Linked DNA regions of Mus musculus: region 2 is linked to region 1. A link is a contact called in public HiChIP or PLAC-seq data. All regions are on one chromosome and are shown on one strand. The core of a region is the stretch at or near the end of the contact, and the rest is flanking DNA. Distances in the headings are between cores, read along the strand shown. Region 1 holds the start of Gemin8 (gem nuclear organelle associated protein 8). Region 2 overlaps Gpm6b (glycoprotein m6b).

Region 1 (3,223 bases), core at 350-2,849:
ATATTCATCATATAAATTTACTACAATATGTCAGGTATGGTAATGAATATTCTCGCACCTGGGAAATAGGAGTTCTGCACGGGCTACATGAGACTCTTTCTAAACAAACAAATGAAAAACATAATTACACTTGCATTGACTGTCTATGATCTCTACCCAACCAATTGTCAATTTTGTGAAGTAAAAAAACTGTGTTTACCAGTGTATATTCACTAAGTAAAATATTACTCTCCTTTAGAATTATAATTTATGCCACATATATAATTTCATGTTCTATTGAACAGATTAATAAATATGTACATATTATTAAAATATGTACATAAATATTAAAATATGTACATGGAATTCATTTTACTCTTCATTTAAGGTAAATTCTCCTTCCCTAAGGCAAGGATTTTTTTTTTCCTCAAACAGCTTCATGCATCCCAGGTTGACCTCAGATTCACTGTGTAGCCACAACAACCTTGCTTCCATGCCCAGAATTCTAGGATTACAGATGCGCCAATATGCCCAGATGTGAGATGTTATAAAGGAATGATCCAGCGCATCATTCATGCTGGACAAACATTCTATCAATGAAGCTACACCACTGCCAGGTTAAGATTGCTTAAAATGTGAGTTAGTTAAGGCAGGCTTGTTGATACGCGTGCCTGTAATCCCAACAGTCAAGAGACCGGTGGATCTCTGGGAATTCAAACCAGCCAGGGCAAGATGATGACCTTCGACCCAGCTGAAAGTGAGACAGTGTCAACAACAACTAGACAGTTCACGTATTTTTTTTTCAATATTAACTCTTTAAAATGTACTGTGGAATTTAGTTAAGCACATCGAAAATTCTCACATTTAAGTACCTCAAAATCACGTGTGCCTTGAAGCTACAAGACACTGCAGATACTTAGCATATAGTAGACATCTGGTATATGTTTGCTAAATATTCTTTTATACTACTTTGATTCACCAATATTACAGGAATGATAAGGTAATAATGTCCCACTACTGACATTGCCTAATTATCTTAGCCTTTGGCATTTAAATTGTTTCCTATTTTCACTTTTTGGAATAACCATGCATCTGGTCCAAATCTGGTTTTCCTAGTAATAAATTCCTGCAAAATATGGCACATTTTGCCAAATAAGCCCACTTGGCCTTCTAGTAGTTCATCTTTGGTTACTAAGGACTCTTGTGCAACTCTAGAAGGGCATGTACTGCTGACGATTATAATGACAGAAACACTAGGTACAAATTAAGGTTCATAAATGTCAAGCTGACACAGATCTGAGTGAATCTGTATTTTCAAAACAATTTCTCACCTTCCATTTTAGTTAAGAAAGTGAAAAGAAAGTAAAAGCTAAAGAAGAAATAATAATAATAATAACCGAAAGCTGAGGGTGCAATTCAGTTCTGATCCCCTAGTGCCCAATAGCTAGCTGCCGGGACCGCCCAAACAAACGAATTCGCTTCCTGTGCCGCCCTTGACTCTGTGTAGCCACTGACACGACGTTACGTCACGGATAAGGCGGGACTTCCGTCTTTCAAGCCCCGTACCGGAAGCGAGCTCCTTGTTGCCCAGGCAACCCGAGCCTCCCGCTCTCCTTGTGTCACTCCCCCACTTCTCCCGCCCCTTCCTCCTCCCCACCACCAGAGCTAGGTCCGTTGTTGCCCACCGCCCGAGATCTGCCAGCTGCGTGCCCACGAGGTGACTTCGGGGGCTGATGGGTTGCTTTTGGGGAGTAAGGGAATAGCGTGGCGGACTCCTGAAGCTTGGAGTACTGGCTTGGCGCTCATGCTGTGGCTTTAATTACCATCACCCGGCAGCACGAGGAGGTTGCCTAGACCCGTGAGAGTCCCAACCCCTGACAGACTGTTAAAACTAGTTCTAATTTATGCTCTCAAGCCCTATGTGCTTCCTAATCCTTGGGTGCCTGCTGAGAATTCTGTTCCCAGGCCCCCACCTCAGACTATTCCAGTTCAGATCTTGAGAAGTGAGGCTCAAGCATGGGAAGGTTTGGGGTTTTTGTTTGTTTTGTTTTGTTTTAACTCACAGTGTAATTCAAACGTGCTGTGGATCACAATGTTGCAGGAAGTCTGTCAGGACACGTTTCTGCAGAGATGTCTAAGCTACTGGCTCATTTACAAAAACAAAACAACAAAAACCTGAGTTTCTCCCCCGCCCCCCTTGCAACTTTTGAGTTCTGTAGGTCAGAATTCTTAGTTGATGTTATCTTAAGAACATTTGACAGTTGCTGTGGGTAGCCAGAGTTCTGAACCATTTTCCCTTTTTTTTTCTGAAATGATTGTTACAAACTCGTTGCACAAATTAGGCTCTGGACTCCACTGTTGTTGGGGTTTTTATTTGCTTGGGGGGGGTTGTTTGTTGGTTTTTGTTTTGTTGTTGTTTTTTAACTAAAAGCCAGAACATTACTCAAAATCTTAAGACTAAAAGTTACAGACACAAAGCCTCTATGAATTGTGAGATTGTGATACTGTTTGAAAGTACAATTTATGCTAGCATGATTCGTCAAGATAACAGTGTCTTTGGGATGGCAGTGGAAAGAGAAACCATGTGTATATGCTTTGGGTAAATCTAACACGTGCAAGTTCACAGTAAAGTGTATGATCCCTTCTGTTGACTGCTGGGCTGGGGGGAAAAATCAACCCAAGTTGCAGAGAGGCAGGCGTTTCCATCGTGAAACTGTTTTACAGATGGCAGAGGCTTATTGGTGTTTCTTCAAGTCCAGCGTTTAAGGAGAAGTTAAGATAAGAAGGATGGCAGGAAATTAAACATAGCTAGAGGTTAGATAAGAGTTCTCAAGCACACTATAGAACTCTCAGAATTACTTCTTTATGTTGGGAAATCCACTCATAAAGCACTTGGACAATCAGATGCAGACTGTAACATTTAAGGCCAGATGAACTGGAAATATATTAATATATTTAGACATTTGGAACTTCTTACTGATTGTTGTTTTTAGTTACTGCCCCTTAATAATTTGGGGGAGCACGGGTAGGAGAGAATATTATCAGGATATAACAGACAATCTCAACAATTCCAGTAGCCCCCAAAGGCAGGAGATTATACCTGTTATTTTCTCTGGTGGAAGAAAAATGGGACCTCTAAAAGGAATAAAGTATAGCATCTATCCCTCCAAATAAGTGCCCGGAGCAAGTACAGTATGCAGAAAAGAATTTAGCATAGAATTATCAGAAATATGTTTATAGAAAG
Region 2 (3,095 bases), core at 154-2,653, 210 kb after region 1:
TTGGGTGCACATTGCAGTCATCAAGGGACTACACTATATCCATGGTTGAGGCCAAGGTAATCTGATGTGATTGGTCTGGGGTGCAGATTGAGCATCAGAAAGGCTCGAAGTTCCCACAGTGATTGTAACATGCATCCAAGGCTCAAAGGGCATGTGGGTCTGTGCCCAGGCTGGCAGCCAGTAACTGTGAAGGACAGTGAAGCATCATTCCAGAACACATTTAAGGCCCTTCCTGCCCCACAAAATGCTCATGGAGCCCTATTCTTTCCTAGTTCTACATGTCCTATCACCTGTTCATTGTGGCTTGTGCTGGAGCTGGTGCCACCGTCATTGCCCTGGTGAGTATCCCAGAACCACCCTAGTGTAGCATTCCTTCCCTACCTCCGAACCACAGGTTTCCCTTTCAGCTTTTACCAGCAGATGAAGCAAAGGATCTGTGTATTCTGCTGTGGTTAACTGTTCCCTCTGTAAACTTACCGAATGTCTAGTTTGCAGGAAGTACTAGTGGCTGTCTTGGCACCGACTGATGCAATTTGGACACTGGAAAGAAGAGAGGGTACCAACACCTGCTGACTAGGCATAGCATGTTGCCTTATTGCACTTAGCAATTAGTTCCATGATTTCATTCAGGGACAGAGACTCTTGTGAGGCACTGCCCATTCTCTGCAAAGAAATATTGACTTCCAAATAGAAAGGTAATATATAGTTGATCTCCTTATGTGCAGAAATAATCTTCTATAAAGGCAATATAAATGCTAAGTTGTATATATTGAACACAGCCTGCTGGAGAAAATAGAGGAGGTTCTTGGTCATGTCCTCCCATGTAGATTTCAGTGTAAGACACCTTAGCGAATACTGTTGATATATTACTAGTGAGTTCATGGGCAACATCACTATCACCCATGCCTACCTAAAGGTTCTGTCATGCACATTAGCTCTGGAAGGCACTTGTACCCTTTTCTTGGGAACTATTTTAGCAAATGTGACACTGGATGCTTGTTTACTGTGGGTGCAAAACAAGTGCAGCAAAGTATCACTTCAGTAGACCTCAGCTGGGACTGTGCACATAAGGGCACTCAAATCCTTAAGTGCTTTGAACGTGCCTAGTCATGGGTGAGAAAATACTGGTTTGGTGATTACATATTTTACAAGTTGCCAAACTTGGAATCTGCACATAATGAGAATCAACTTATAAGCAAACAGGCTTGCATGCATGTTTGTTTTGCTTGGTTTATGATTTGTAGAAAACTAGTTTGAGGTTGGGAGACTAAAGAGATTTCAGCTGCTTGGGGATGACCCATTCTCCGTTTTCCTAAGCATTAAGTCATTCCTTCCCATGAACTCACCATGGCCGTGACCTGTTCTCTTGGCTGAGCAACAGGCAGGAAGACTAATTGCTGCTGAGCAGGCAGTTTGGGACAGATGGGAAGAAATAGGGCCCTGAGCTTCATCTCTTATACTGCTGACCCAGCTTGCTATCTTGTTATTCTTGAAATCCATCCAAGGCTTTTTAATAAGCTTACTGAGGGCAGAGCCAAAGGTTTCCATTATGTATGTGTGCTCAGAAAAGAGGCATGTGCTAGACGAGAGAACTCTTCTGCTTTGAGGAGAAGGTGGGGAGAAACCCCTCAGACTGAGCTGGCACTTAGCCCTGTCCAGTTTTAGAGGTGTCACACCATCACCCTCACTGCCTGTATCTTACCGCTCTGTTTTGTTCTCTTCCACCAGCTGATCTACATGATGGCTACTACATATAACTATGCGGTTTTGAAGTTTAAGAGTCGGGAAGACTGCTGCACTAAGTTCTAAATCGCATAAGGTCAATAAGGAGCTTGATTTAGGAGCTCAATTCTGTAGCATGAACACCACTGACACTCCAGACTAAAGCGGAGCCTAGGTTTCTGCAGTTTTGCTACAGTAGTTTGTAAATAGCTTCAGTTAACTCACTTTGCATGGTAGACTAAATAGGACTTACTGTATGTGAATTACAAAAGAATGGGGTCTGGCTATTCCCACAGTTTGAAAAGGATTGTTATTTACTGACTCCGGTAAGCATCCTTTGAAAAATAATTTTCTTGAACTTAAACTCTGAGCAGTCAGTATCTCTCAATGGAATATTAATACCTTGACACACCTGTCTTTTCCGTTAGTTTTGCTTGCTTGATAACCAGCCTTAGTGACGGGAAAGAGAACGAGTGCCAAAGGAGGAAAGTTAGAACCTAGCTTTCATTTTGTCACACCTTTCTAGACAAGATTTTGCAAGTATAGTTAAAATTAAGTTTAAAGATTTTTATAACACATGGTTGGCTCCTTACCAAATAGATGCCAAGTTAGGCCAGATAAAAATTTGAAGGGTATCACCCATTTGATTTTTCTGAAAAAAAAAAAAAAAAGATTACATATTTTTGATACAACACCATCACTTCTTTAGAACCCACAAAACTGGTAACTTTAAATTGTCTTGCTGCATAGCAACTGTTCCCTCATAACTAGGTTCTTAAATTACATGTAAGATTTTAATGGGAAGAGAAGTTGGGCCCAGAGTTGAAGGTCTCATCTACGTTGAGAAGGAAGTATGGTATGAGAAGGGAATGTGGCCTTTAAGGAAACTGAGCTGTGTAGATTTGCTTCGGGCAATGGGAAAATACATGGGAAGGATGTGTATGCCACAGGAACTGTAAAGAATGATAAGGATTTTTATGTGAAATGAACTTAGAGGAAATGAAATACTGGCAGTTATAAAAGGGAGAAAATAGTTTTCATTGCTAAAAAATTGTTAACATATAGACTTCATACTTAGCTTTTAATTTTGGTTTTGACATTCATTTAATTTCTTCATGGTAAATATATACTTCTATAGTCATTTACTCAAAATGAACATTTTTCACACTTTGTAGGCCTTTGGGGGGATTTTTTTTTTTTTACCCACAGATAAGTCTTTGCTCCACATTTTTAAACATAAAAAGCAACATGTTTCTGAACTTTTGCATTTGTCTTTTAAAATTACTCTCAAAATGGTGAAAAACACTGTCATATATTTCATTTTTACTTCTTAACAATAACTTGGTCATTTTATTCCCAAGTTCACTATATGT

The links. HiChIP or PLAC-seq counts read pairs in DNA pulled down with a chosen protein or histone mark.
Region 2: a contact with region 1 is called in an H3K4me3 HiChIP or PLAC-seq map of neural progenitor cells, with 6 times the contacts expected there. The contact joins the enhancer-like site here to the promoter of Gemin8 in region 1. A contact is called at or near these places in 4 of 39 promoter capture datasets (embryonic stem cells, hippocampal neurons, liver and 1 more), 1 of 15 datasets of contacts at CTCF or cohesin (large pre-B cells), 4 of 484 Hi-C or Micro-C datasets (cerebral cortex, cortical neurons, embryonic fibroblasts and 1 more), 18 of 115 datasets of contacts at active chromatin or transcription factors (T-cell acute lymphoblastic leukemia, bone marrow-derived macrophages, craniofacial prominence and 10 more) and 5 of 9 other capture datasets (adipose tissue, embryonic stem cells, liver and 2 more).

Annotation. Positions count from the first base shown.
Region 1 is chrX:166,168,855-166,172,077 of GRCm38.p6, forward strand. It overlaps Gemin8 (gem nuclear organelle associated protein 8), which reads left to right and starts at 1,600. Exons shown (of 4, transcript NM_146238.4): 1 at 1,600-1,696.
Region 2 is chrX:166,383,663-166,386,757 of GRCm38.p6, forward strand. Gpm6b (glycoprotein m6b) reads left to right here. Exons shown (of 8, transcript NM_001177955.1): 7 at 273-338. It also overlaps a transcript of Ofd1 not described here. Among named protein-coding and RNA genes, the nearest start is that of Gpm6b, 41 kb to the left of the region's middle. Within about 2 kb of position 1,404, at least 14 of the 459 cell types and tissues checked have an H3K27ac peak or open chromatin away from gene starts, as enhancers often do. A contact at or near this core is called in neural progenitor cells, where this site is marked.